2 separate regions of the Hordeum vulgare genome follow, and region 2 is linked to region 1. The links are chromatin contacts, called in public Hi-C maps. All regions are on one chromosome and are shown on one strand. The core of a region is the stretch at or near the end of the contact, and the rest is flanking DNA. Distances in the headings are between cores, read along the strand shown. Region 1 has its middle 59 kb from the start of LOC123442918. Region 2 has its middle 300 kb from the start of LOC123442918.

What was found. A called contact is a pair of places that touch in the nucleus more often than the background predicts.
Region 2: a Hi-C map of leaf shows a contact between it and region 1, with 3 times the contacts expected there. The contact joins two enhancer-like sites. A contact is called at or near these places in 2 of 6 Hi-C or Micro-C datasets (leaf and seedling).

Annotation. Positions count from the first base shown.
Region 1 is chr3H:48,901,388-48,907,835 of MorexV3_pseudomolecules_assembly, reverse strand. No RefSeq gene overlaps it. Among protein-coding and RNA genes, the nearest start is that of LOC123442918, 59 kb to the right of the region's middle. Within about 2 kb of position 3,170, at least 3 of the 3 cell types and tissues checked have open chromatin away from gene starts, as enhancers often do. A contact at or near this core is called in leaf, where this site is marked.
Region 2 is chr3H:49,140,724-49,147,171 of MorexV3_pseudomolecules_assembly, reverse strand. No RefSeq gene overlaps it. Among protein-coding and RNA genes, the nearest start is that of LOC123442918, 300 kb to the right of the region's middle. Within about 2 kb of position 3,456, at least 2 of the 3 cell types and tissues checked have open chromatin away from gene starts, as enhancers often do. A contact at or near this core is called in leaf, where this site is marked.

The DNA.
Region 1 (6,448 bases), core at 1,921-4,420:
CATGCAGAAAAACAGTAGCAATAAAACGACACGATCACATGCTACGTTCATAGTTTGGGTCTTGTCCATCACATCATTCTCCTAATGATGTGATCTCGTTATCAAGTAACAACCCTTGTCTATGGCAGGAAACCTTAACCATATTTTATCAACGAGCTAGTTCACTAGAGGCTTACAAGGGACAATGTGTTATCTATGTATCCACACATGTATGTGAGTTTCCGTTCAATACAATTCTAGCATGGATAATAAACGATTACCTTGAACAAGGAAATATAATAATAACTATTTTATTATTGCCTCTAGGGCATATTTCCAACACCGAGCACGAGGTGTGGGTAATGATGAGAGTGTCGTTGGCGTATTGAAGGATAGTGGGAGGTCGGTCATGGTAGATTGGATAGCAAAGATCGTTCGGGCAAAAGGCATGGAGAATTTGGCGTTGCAGCAGGTTTGCAACAATGATAAAGAGGTAGGGAGAGCGGGTACCCTTGTCGAAGGCCATTCTAGCAAGCGGTCCAATTTCTCAGGATGACTTTGAGAAGGATGGAGGTTTGGCTAGAGACGAGAAGATTCTTAATCGAGGCGACCCATTTAGTGGGAAATCCCCTAGCAACGAGGATATGTAGGAGAAAGTCCGAGCACATGGAGTCGAATGCTTTCCAAAAGTCAAGTTTGAAGATCATGGTCGGAGCCTTCCTAAGGTGGCAAACACTAAGAATGTCGGCCGCAAAAATAAAGATTTCCACGATACTGCGGCCAGAGATGAAGCATGTTTGGTTATTATGGACAAGGAGGGGGATAAGCGGCTTAAGCCTATTGGTGATGACTTTAGCGATAGCTTTTGGCGAGCAATTTTGAAGCGAGGTAGGTCGAAAAGCGCCAGGCGTTCTAGCAGACTCGTTCTTAGGAAGGAGGATCATGTGAGCTCTATTGAGGCGTTCGACAGAGACCATCATAGCGAAGAAATATCAAAAAAAGGGGAGGACAACATGCTTAAACAAGTGCGAGAAGCGACGATAGAAGCCCGAACCCAGCCCGTCGGGGCACAAACTTTTTTTGGAACGAAGGATCACGATGAGCCCGACTTTGAATTAACAAAGCCATCAACCGGCCAGGAATTACAAGACACACCCAGATTACAATGGCCAAACTGGTACAATGTGGCACGCTGAAAAGCAACCCGAACACCAGCCTCTAGAAGCAACTAATGAAATGAAAATGAAAATTACACCTTGCTAGAGGCCGAGCACTCCACACTAGGATCATGAAATAAAGGATGAACAAGCAGAGCAGGCCATTGCCACCATCAAAAATAACCTTGCGCTAGAAACACCTATGGGGTAGGTGACAACACAATCTTCCTTCTCTGTCACCGAAGAGGGACCCTTCCCCCTCGCCATGGCTAGTAGGCACTGAATCGTCGGGATTCCAAGAAGCTCCCCCAAGCACAAGAAGAGTCTGCCCCTCGCAACGACAGGTGAACCTAGGGCGAGCACCTCGAATTGGGAAATGCCATGCCCACAGCACCGCCACGATTCCCGCCCAACTAGTTGGAGACGGAGAGCTTTAGGAACTAAATGCAGAAAAGGACGCAACAGGAACCATACTAGTGCAAGAGGCAAGGGAAGCAGAGCACCACCGTGGTGAAGCTCGGGTGTCTCCAATGAGCGTCGTGTCACCGCCGCTCAGAAGGGGAACCCTATCCCCTTCCGTCAGGATCGAGACGCCGCATCGCCGGAACTGAGTGGCACATACGGCCACTGGAGAGACCCAGCCAGAAGAGACGCGAGTGCCTCCAGCCCGCAGCACAGATGCACAATCATGGGACACAAGCAAACCACATACCCTCGCGTGCAAATCCTCCCATCTAAGCACCTTCCAACTTGCGACGCCCCCAGGGAGGTCACGACGCACACGACGCCGCCGTCGCCAAATCCAAGCGGGTTGAGGGTTTTTACCAGGACAGGGGCTAGGATGGAGAGTTGGGGATCATCGACAACGCCCTCATGGAGGAAGGGACGCCCTTGGACCGGCCAGGGTTTCCCCTAGACCCAAGCTGCTCCACCAAACGTCATGAGAGCGAGACCACGCGACCGAATCGCGACCATAGGCAAGGCGAGTGGGAGGGAACACGAGAGAGGGGATGTGCACCTCCAGATCTGACGCAGAGGGACTCCACGCCGCACCCATGCGCCTACTATGGCCCGCCGCCCACACAGCCGAGCACGCAAGCCAGCATCCACCTGCGAGCATCGTCGGCCGTCCGACGACGACGCCTCGCCAAGTAGGGTCGCCGCCCTAGACACCACAGGCCTTCGATGGGGAACGGAGCGGGTTCATCGGGAAGAAAGCATCTTGGATTTCTTGAAGGGTAAAAGGGTCGTCCAAGTGCAACAACTCAGGAATGTGGTCAGGGTAGAGGTCGGAGATGTTAAACTTCAAGATCGGCATGGGAGTGGATCCAAGAAGGATGGAGAAGTAGGATCGCAGGATAACGGATTTGTGCTCATGAGCAATGAATTCGTCCCCATTATCATCCAGGATGACCATCTTATTTTTACGAGAACGCTGGGAAGCCATTTCAGAAGAAAAAAAATGTTGTTATGCCTTGGGATGCGTAAATCATGAGAGTTTTCATTGACCATTCTCCAATAAGGCACGTTGATATTTTTAAAAGTCTTATCGTGTGATACTCTTGTAGGGTGATGCATTACATCTGTGCTGCGTATCACATTCTTCAAAAAGTGATGTAATAAAAATATCAATGAACACACGTGCACGTTTACGAAAACCAAAGGAGAAAAAAGGGCGTCCACACGCAGTCCTCGCTTTATTGCATCACCCGAGTAACAAGGAAGAAACACATCGGCGGACCCTACACACGTTACTGTCTCTGCCCAACATTTCCCTCGAATACACATTCCCCCCAAATCTAGAGAAGGATGTGGTTTATTAGAACAAAAGTATATTTGGACAACAGTCGGACTAGTTTATTTATTTTTAGCAAGACTAGTTTTATTTAGTTAACTTCGTAGTTCCTTCGACTAGTTCCAGAATACCTTCACGCTTCACGGTCTCACTCGTCGCACGAGGAGGTACTGGTTTGGTCCGTAAAGGTGCATACGTTGCGTGCCGAGAGAGTCTACTACCACGTGTCGCTTTTCGCTACAAATTTGTCGCGAACGTACACCTGGGCAGGTGACATGGCAAAAAATAATTGCACTCTACGGCAGACAATGTGGACGTATTTTATTGTTTCAATCAGGAATCAACTACGTACTGAAGACTTCGTTCTGTATGATATATGCTCCGGCACGTTATTTATTTTAAAAAATGAAACGTAGCGAACTGCAATTTTGCACTACAAACAAATGCATCCGGTTTTGCAGAAATAATGGCGCTAGAATACATGAACGGATAAGGAAAGAAGAAGGAGATAATGGATAGGCCGGTGGCCTCGCTGCAAGGAGGTCGTATCTGCAAAACCTGACGACCTTTTTGGATGACTTGCTCGATAAGCCTCCACATAAATCCAATAACCTGTGTCCTTTTTGCTTTCGAAAAGCTCGCCGCCCTGCATCTTCCTGAAGTTTGTATGTTCTTTTAACCTACCGCTACTATGTTCTCAGCAAAATTGGACGACACAAAAGCTACACGATTGGCAATTATCTTAGAAGATACTTATATCATATAACAAATGGTGTTGTACTAGATAAATTGCATCCCAAACGAGGGCGGATTTTGTACAACGAATTGCTCATGCAACCTACTACGAGTATATTCTATCTATTTCTTTGTATATTTTAGCAAATATTATACAATGTTTTTTCTTTCAAAAAGGCTAAAGACCCCATATTGATTAGCATGTGCCCTTACAAAAACACCCTTATAAAAAACTGAAAAAAATACATTAAAGTCCTTTAAACTGCAAAAGTCTTCTCCCACCTACATTTACCGACCCCACATCGTGAGTAAAGCTTGTTGGCATCTTCGGGCCTTCATCTCATCAAATCAAATTTATTGAAACACATGAACTTGCAGAAGCAACGACAAAGAATTCATCGATGTAGACTAATAGAGGTCGACGATCACGACTGAGTAGCAAATTGGGATGTAGAAGCAATATATTGGATAAAACGTCGAAGAGGGTCTATAGACCCCCCCCCCCCTCGGTCTAGCTAGACGGAGTCGGGGAACACAAATTCCACACGCTCCTTCAACGAGGTTGAGGCTAGCAAATCTTCTTGGTTGAAACCGGTGTCGGAGCATCAAACACGCACAACCACATTGCCCTGTCTGCAAGTCAACGCCACGTAGACCATACTACTTTATAACAAGCCACACGAGAATAATCGGACCCCATGACACATGATCCTCCACCGACCTCCTGACAATACAAAGAAGCACCATCGAAACAAAGGCGAAGCGGGAAGACCTTATTCCACAAACAGGATGACGCCATCCCTTGTCCTTGCTGATCGAAGACAAAGCTAAATTTATTCCCAACCTATCATCACTTGACCAAAGCCTTGGCTCCGCACCCTGGATCGACAAACGAAGGGAAGGTGACACATGCCATGTTGGGGAGATGGGGAAGATTGGCAACCCCTACTGCTAGGTTACTATAGTAAGTGGGAAAAGAATGATTGGTGCATACTCCTTATACTATATGAACTTGCAAGTACTTATCCAAATATATAATCGTTTATTCCAACAAATGGTGAATTTTATTGACTCAAAATAAAGCAGTAAGTTAATACAAACACAATGAGCACACAATCATCTTCTACACGACTGTGATGCACTCATCCAACAGAAATTCACACACGCTCATGTGTGTGTGTGAAGAATCATGCCGACAAAAGCAAAGTCATATAAAACTAAAGTTATATCCAAGGGGTGAAAAAAAAAGAAAAAAAAAGAAAAAATATTGATCGACGAACTACAACAACGACTATCCGCACCAACCACCATTTGACATCACAAGGACAACGAGAAAAAGTTCTTCAGCAACAACGCTACAGGAAGAGAAACACGCTCAAGCGCCGCCTCACCAGATCCAACCAACAAATGTCAGATATTGTGTTTTCGCCTTGAAGATAAAAGTCCGAGTGATGCCTTCAACAAGGTAACGACGCAAAAAAAACACCACCTATGTCGATGCCAGGTATAATCAACTACGGTCAGACCTAGGGTTTTCACAGAGGTGCTCGAGACTAGGTTCGAGAAGAGCACCACCAAATCAAAGTCATTATGTGTTGTCACCACCACTTCGACGGTGCTAGTACCTATATGTGTAGCATGATGTTAACCTCAGATGTCATGTAAATGAAGACCATGCCTGCACAAGCACACGCTCAAGCCCCAACAAGTGTCAATCGTCACCAAAGGCTTGGATCAAGGAAGGTCGTCGCCGCACATGCAATGAAGATTTGTGAAGGATTAAGGTCACTAACACCGCCAAAATCCTAATTCAAGCAACCCACATCGTCCTCATTCTCCGTTTTCCTAGCCCGTGTTGGTAGCATTGGGCGACAAAACATACTCGTCGTTGACATTGGATCTGAAGGTCCAACACCCACTGTGTTGTTGCGACAACTACCTAGCAACACATGCCCACGACGCCACCTATGTGCTTAAGCATATGACCGTTTCACTGGGACGTAGAAGGTTGCGGTTTGTGGTCCTTGTACTTGTAGATGGGAGTTGGGCCAGCCGAAAAACCACCGCCACCACTGCACAACCATATCCTTCCCCTCAAGTCATTACCAATAGATCATTTCTCACAGTCGAATGCTAGCAGTGCATACACCTCTCCGTCGACACCTTCATTGACCAGTGTCGGGACTTAGCTTGACCATTAGTATCTAGTAGTGGCAAGGATAATGGAGGATGGAGAGGTAAGAGACATCGACTATAGAGAAGGAAGGAGGCAACGACACTGGGAAAGGAGGAGGTAGAAGATGGATACTAGGCGGAGTTGATGATGCTGGCCGTTAGGTTTGGAGCGATACCTCGGGGAATTGTACTCGAAAGATGAAGATATGATCATATGTAACCCAAGAACATTTTCAATTGAACAATGCTTGAGTAAAGTGGCCTGCACATGATATAAGCTCAGCTTCTTCGCATGGGACATAAGAAGTCATATGTTTGTTATGAATTGTGAGTTTTTACCAATTCACATTCTATCGCATGATCTATGGTCGTAAGTTATTACATAAATTTTATGAACTCAAACAGTGAAAACAGAGGAGAGGGAATATGAGCCTCATGTGCAAATGGTTGCAAAAATTACTCTCTCCAACCCAACATGATTATTTAAAATGTTGCTTCCATTTGAAATTACAAATGGTGTATGATAATGTTTTATGCATAATTGCCTAACATATTAATTGCTTCTTGGTGGAGAGTTAATTTACTTGTTATTTATTCTATCAAAGTA
Region 2 (6,448 bases), core at 2,207-4,706, 240 kb before region 1:
GGCGGTTTTAAGCGCCTCCATCCATAATCCCAATGACAGGTTGGAGTAACTCATCATGTTGCGCACCATATCCATAAGGGTACGATTATGCCTTTCAGCTACTCCATTTTGCTGAGGCTCGCCCGACATTGAATACCGGGCAACTATGCCAGTCTCCTGCAAGAACTTTGCAAAAGGTTCAGGGACTTGGGCATATGGAGTGTGTCGACTGTAGTACTCCCCCACGGTCAGACCTCACTATGTTTATCTTTTTATCAAGCTGATTTTCTACTTCAGCTTTGAATATTTTGAATTAACCAATGCTTCATTTCTTTTTTTGATTGGATAAATATAACCGAAGCGGGAGTAATCATCTGTGAATGTTATGAACGAATCATAGCCTTCCACACTTTTCACAGGAAATGGTCCACAAATGTCAGTGTGAATTATTTCCAGTGTTCCTGTGCTTCGGTTTGCACCCTTTTTGACTTGTTTTACATACTTTCCTTTAATGCAATCTATGCATTGTTCTCAGTTAGAGAACTCCAACGGAGGAAGAATTTCACTTTTGACTAATCTTTCTATTCTCCCCGTGGAAATATGGCCCAAGCGACAGTGCCATAATTTCGATGAGTTGTGAGTTCTCTTTCTTTTCTTTTGTTCTTTGTTCGACGATGAACTTTGCTCATTCACATTATATGCATAATGCACTTTTTCACGAAGTGATAATAAATAAAGCTCATTGTGAAGGAAAGCATCATCCACATAAGCATTATTATACCAAATGGCACATTTGCCATGTCCAAAAAAGCATTCATAATTGTCTTTATCCAAACATGAGACGCTAATTAAATTTCTATTACATGAAGGAACAAACAGAACATCTCTAAGCAAAATCTTGAATCCTTCGGTTAGCTCCAAGGAGACGTCACCGACAGCTTCAACTTCTGCTTGGACACCATTTGCGACTTCAATACTTCTTCCTTTTCTTTGCATGATCCTCGTCGAACTGAATCCCTGTAAAGAGTTTGCAACATGAACAGTTGCACCTGAGTCCATCCATCAAGTAGATTTTGAAAACTTTAAATACAGAGATTCATTAACAAAGGAAACGAAGTAGTTACCTCTCTTTGCCATGAAGGCCTTTAGCCATTCAGGGCAATCCATTTTATAGTGCTCTTTTTTCTTGCACTGGAGACAAGTGTCCCTGTCCACAGGAAGAGGCTTTTGCTGATGTTGAAAATTAAGCGGGACCTTTACCATATGGCTTTGAAGGAGAACCTTTGTTGGGTTGGAAATTATTTTTCTTTTCCTTCACATAGTTCAGGGAGCCACCATGTGAAGCTTTGATTCTCTCCTCTTCCTGGAAACACATAGCTATTGCCTTTTCTATGTCCCATGTATCAGGCTGCATGTTGTAGTTCACGACAAAAGTCTCAAATTCCTTTGGCAGCGAAGCCATTATCAGGTGGACGAGGAGAGATGGTTTGATCTCCAGATCCGCATCCATGGGCTTGAGCTTGTCTGCCGTATTGCTCATCCGAAGGATATGCTCTCTTATGCCATGGCCACCTCTAGTGTAGTTCTCTGTGACCAGTTGTTTTATCAACTGGGTGGCATATGTCTTTGAAGAGCCAGTGAACTTGCTCTTTATCTTTTCTAGCATCTCCTCCGCGGAAGTGCACTCTGCAATTGAGCCCATAATGTCGATGTCAATTGTGTTCTTTATAAATGCCAAACACTTTTTGTTGGCATTTACCCACTTTTGGTTGCTTATAGAGTAGGACATCTTCACTGCAGCATGATCCCGCTTCTTTTTCTCCCATGCATTATTATCATCATTGGTGTCTCTGACTGGCTTTGGAGGTTTAACGGGCCGTGGTTCCTCCAGAACCGAATCCACCTCAGCACAGATAAGAGCCATGTCAACTTTCTTCCTCCACTCAGAGTAATTATCACCTCTGAGTGTAGGAACGTCTTTAAGGCAACTCATTAGGTGGAAACCTCCTTGTCCTGCACTTGATGAGCTCCCGCCGACGTCCATCGTGAGGTGGTGACGGCGGCGGCGACAGTGAGGAAAGGTGTGGCGTCGGTGAAGCTTCCTGTGAGTACCGTGCAACCCTAGATTGATAGGGCGTGTAGGTGAAGAAAGTGGCGGTGGCGAATCTCGTGAGTCGTGCCCCAGCCCCTGCCTCTGTTTATATAGCGCGGGTCACAAGGGTCCACCAACCATAACGGGTTGGACGCCCCCGATCAAACGCGTGGATCAGGGTCCGGTGGGCCGTTGGACCCACTCGGGAAGAGATCAACCTAACACGTGCATCGAACAAAATTGTTTCGTTTGCAACCGACAGTGACATCGCATTTTTGCTGGAACCATGGTGTTCTTTTCTCCAACGGTTTAGGTTTTTTCGACCACTAACGAAACCCTATATTTTGCTACTACAGTCTTTTGATTTTGCTGGACCCATTTTATTGCTACCCTCGTCTTGATTTTGCTGGAACCGATGTCTGATTTTTCTTCCACTGTATCGTGTTTTTACTGAAACCGCCGTCTCACGTATTTGATTCCACCCGGTGGGAGTTTTTTGCTGGAACCAGTGCCCCGTTTTCCTGCTTCCACCGTATGTTTGTTTTGCTGAAATCGATACAGGTTCTTGCTACCACCGTTTCATTGGCTATGAGCCACACAGCTGTGCCATTTTGACGTTGCAACCGTAGCGACGATGGATGGCCGGCTGCCATCGGAGCTGCGACCGTCGCACCGGAGCTGCGGCCCTCGCCATCGGGAGGTGCAACAGCGGGAGCAGGCTCCTGCATGAACGAAGCCGGCTACGGCGACCGGCAGCGACCGACGTTGAGGGCAGCAATGACGACCGACGTTGAGGGCAGCGACAGGTGAAGAACGGGTGGGCGGTGCTTCTAGGCTAGGGGAGCCACTCTTTAGGCCCTGTTTGAAACTGCAGGACTAAGGGGAAGTGGCGGCGCCCTAGGGTTGGTGCAGGGGTCGGCGCGATGGTGACTGGAACCGCTCGGTGGAGAAGGCTGGTTCGTGCGCGATGGGGATTGGACCCACGCGATGGGGAAGAAGAGTCGGGCCATGCAGGAAAAATAGAAAAGTGACGGTGACACTGCGTAATTTTTTTGAAGTTTACAAGGGTGACAGGTCATTTATAATCCATAATCTCATTTTAGCTGGGGTAGAGCAGATTATGAGATTATAATAATCTGGTCATCTAATTTATAAAATCTACAATATAAGCTATCCTATTTGAAAATACAATAGATTATAAAAACCAGATTATATAATCTGGATGGTTCCAAACAGGGCCGTGATGTTTTTTTTATGAAAGAAGACGTCCTAGGAAAAAAAAAAGCAATTATGCGATCAATTTTTGTTTGATCGGACGCTCCTGCGTGACCGCAACCCCGCCTATCCCCTTTCCCAAATTGCAAATAAACAAGTTGAATGCTGAGCGTGACAACCCCAGCCGTCCCTCCGCAAGCACAAGACAATAAGGACAACGACATATGCAATGTTCCAAACGAGCTAAGTTTTTTTGGCTTCTATCTATTAAAAAGCCCGCGGGGCATATACACATCTTTGCCTCGATGGTGATGGGTGATAACTTCAAATGAACGCCAGGTTTACGAACCAGCCTTTTTTCTTTTACTTTTTACTTTGCTGGGTTAGGACATCTCTAACGTTCATCCCCACATCGTCCGCAAGCGTTCGGATTACACGATACCGATATGTCGGACCTGTATCGTATCGTTGATCAGTTCAGACGTGGTTTTTCTTCCTAAACTAAAGACAAATTAATGGGGCATTGTGAGCGTGCAAACAACACACACGTGTACCCACGTACATGGCCCACCCAAAAACCACCTCTCTCATCCACGTGTGTTTTCACCCAACGCAAGTTATTCACATTCATGTTATTGTAAAGCGTCCGCTTCATATTAAAGTCGGCTCACAGAGGACATGACCTCCCACTGTCTTCAGCATTGAAACGGTGCGCCGCCCAAGGACGCCACTAGTGACACATCCCCATTGTTCGTGCTTGTTCAACACCAGAGAGCCTTATTGACGCGCCCACACGTGTGACCTCATCGGAATCCGCTATTTAAAGGCGGCCACCCCCGACTAACTCCATACCACAACACAAGTCGTTCAACATACTCCTTGCTTGCACCACGTCCCCCATGACTGCAGGCAGCAACCGCTCTGTCGGAGAGCCATTCGACGAATATGAAGCACTAGGTGGCCAGCCTTGCGTCCGCCTGGCAAAGCTGTTGTGCCAGGCGGATCGAGGATGACATGTCGGCCAGCTTGTCTGAGATCTCCGACGACGAGGACGACCCCACAATGGAGACGGGCTCCTATGACCGAGCGCGCACCTGTGCACGCCGGTTTCACCATGGAGCAGGTGCAGGCGCACTTCAACGCTGCCATGGCGGAGGAGTACCCTGCGACGATGCCTATGTCAGCGTTCGAGCAGGCGCAGGAGGAACCGTGACACAAGATGTTCCTCTTAGAGCAGCACCAACTGACGGAGGGACAAATCGATGGCGAACGCGCGAGGAGGAGGCCATGGCAGCCATTGCCTCAGCGAACCTTAACTTCATCATGAGCAGCGCCCAATCTACGAGGCCATCCGTGCTCGCTGCTCACCACGAAGTGGTCGCCGCAGAGGCGCAGTCGTAGGTGATCGTGAACCAGAACAACGTCAGATGCGCCTCCTATGTGCCATCATTTCCATGGTGGACCTCACGTCCACCCACGACGAACAAGGCGTGGACTCCTCTGAGGATGAGTAGGGCATGAGAGGCAGCAAGACCTTGTGTCCCATATGGGCCTATTTGTCTCCCATGGTCTACTCTTCCTCGCCGGAGACCGTAGCTTCACTTCACCGGTCTTTTTGCCGATGCACATGGAGACGGCGCATGGAGGACACACTACTAGGAAAAAGCTTATACACAGAATCTTAGCAGTAGCGCGTGTTAAAACAAAGTGCTACTGCTAAATAACAGTAGCGCGTGGCGAACAAGCCCGCTACTGCTACCCAAATAGCAGTAGCGCGCTCAAATGAAACGCGCTGCTACCATGACTGTTCTAACCGTTGCTGCCAGGCTTGTAATAGTAGTAGCTGTCTTCTCAGAACCGCGCTACAACTAAGTTTTGCAGCAGCAACGTGTTTCTAAATAACGCGCTATAACTAAGTAGCTATAGCGCTTGCTGTGTAAGAGCGCTACTGCTAAGTTTGACCTGCCCCCGCACGCGGGCATCCCTCCCCCAATTCCCCATTCTTCCTCGCCGCCCCTGCTCCAACTTCTCCCTCGCCGCCCCCGTCCCTGCTCCAACTTCTCCCTCGCCGCCCCTGCTCCCTTGTCGCCCTGAACCTCTCCCTCTGTCACCGTCACCGGAGCCACCACCAGAGCCACGTGTCATCGCCGCCACCGGAGCCATGCGCCCCCGGAGCCACCCTCGTCTGCTCCTCGCCGCCCCTGCCCCCCTCGCCGTCACCCGCCCCGCCTCCACCAAAGCCACCCTCCACGCCACCATCTCCCCTGATCCACCCTCAACGCCCCTGCCTCTCGGTAAGCCCCACCCTCCTCTCTAGGTGAATATTGTGCTCAATTGCTAGAGAAAGATGACATTTAGAAGATAGCAACCTGTGAAGTTTGCAAGTTTCTCACTTGTGATGTTTAGAAGATGACAACTTGTGAACTTTGGAAGATGACAACTTTTGGTAATTAGGACATGATAACGTGTGATGTGTCTGCTCACTGCTTTTGGGAGTTGAACTTGTGCTATGACCATTGCTTTTGGGGAGTGGATCTTTTGATGTGTAGTGAAACACTTTAATGTAACTTGGGTGGAACTTGTGATATGGCTAGAACTATTACTTTGTGACATTGTTCTTGAAAACATCATTTCGCGACTTTATGAATGATGCTTGAAACTTGCATGCATCTATCTTATTTTGTATCTTTATACTGATTGGGGTTGCTTATTTTTACGCTGATGGGATTAATAGAAAATGCTCCAATCTATTTTTAATTGTTGTTATTGTTGTGACCAAATCTTCTTACATTTATTGGAGCATGCTCTATATGTGGTTTTTGCGAAGTAATCTCACCAATCTAGCACTAAGGTGATTCTAACCATGTGTGGTAGGAAACCAAACACTAGGTGAAAATGGTTCTATTTGTGTAGAACCTTTGTTGCTTTAGGAATACCCAATGAATTAACTTAGGTGAACAATAGTTCCAGCCCTAGTTATGAACCTTTTTGAATTGAGTTTGAGAGAGCAAGAGATTTGTGTAGATTTTCTTGAAGTGTCAAACACTAGGATATGCAAATTTGAAGTGGTCATGTTATATGCAAATTCCTCAATAGTGTTTGCTCATGTTTATCTATTGTACATGTTCTTAAGTGGTCCTGTTATATGCAACATTGAAGTGG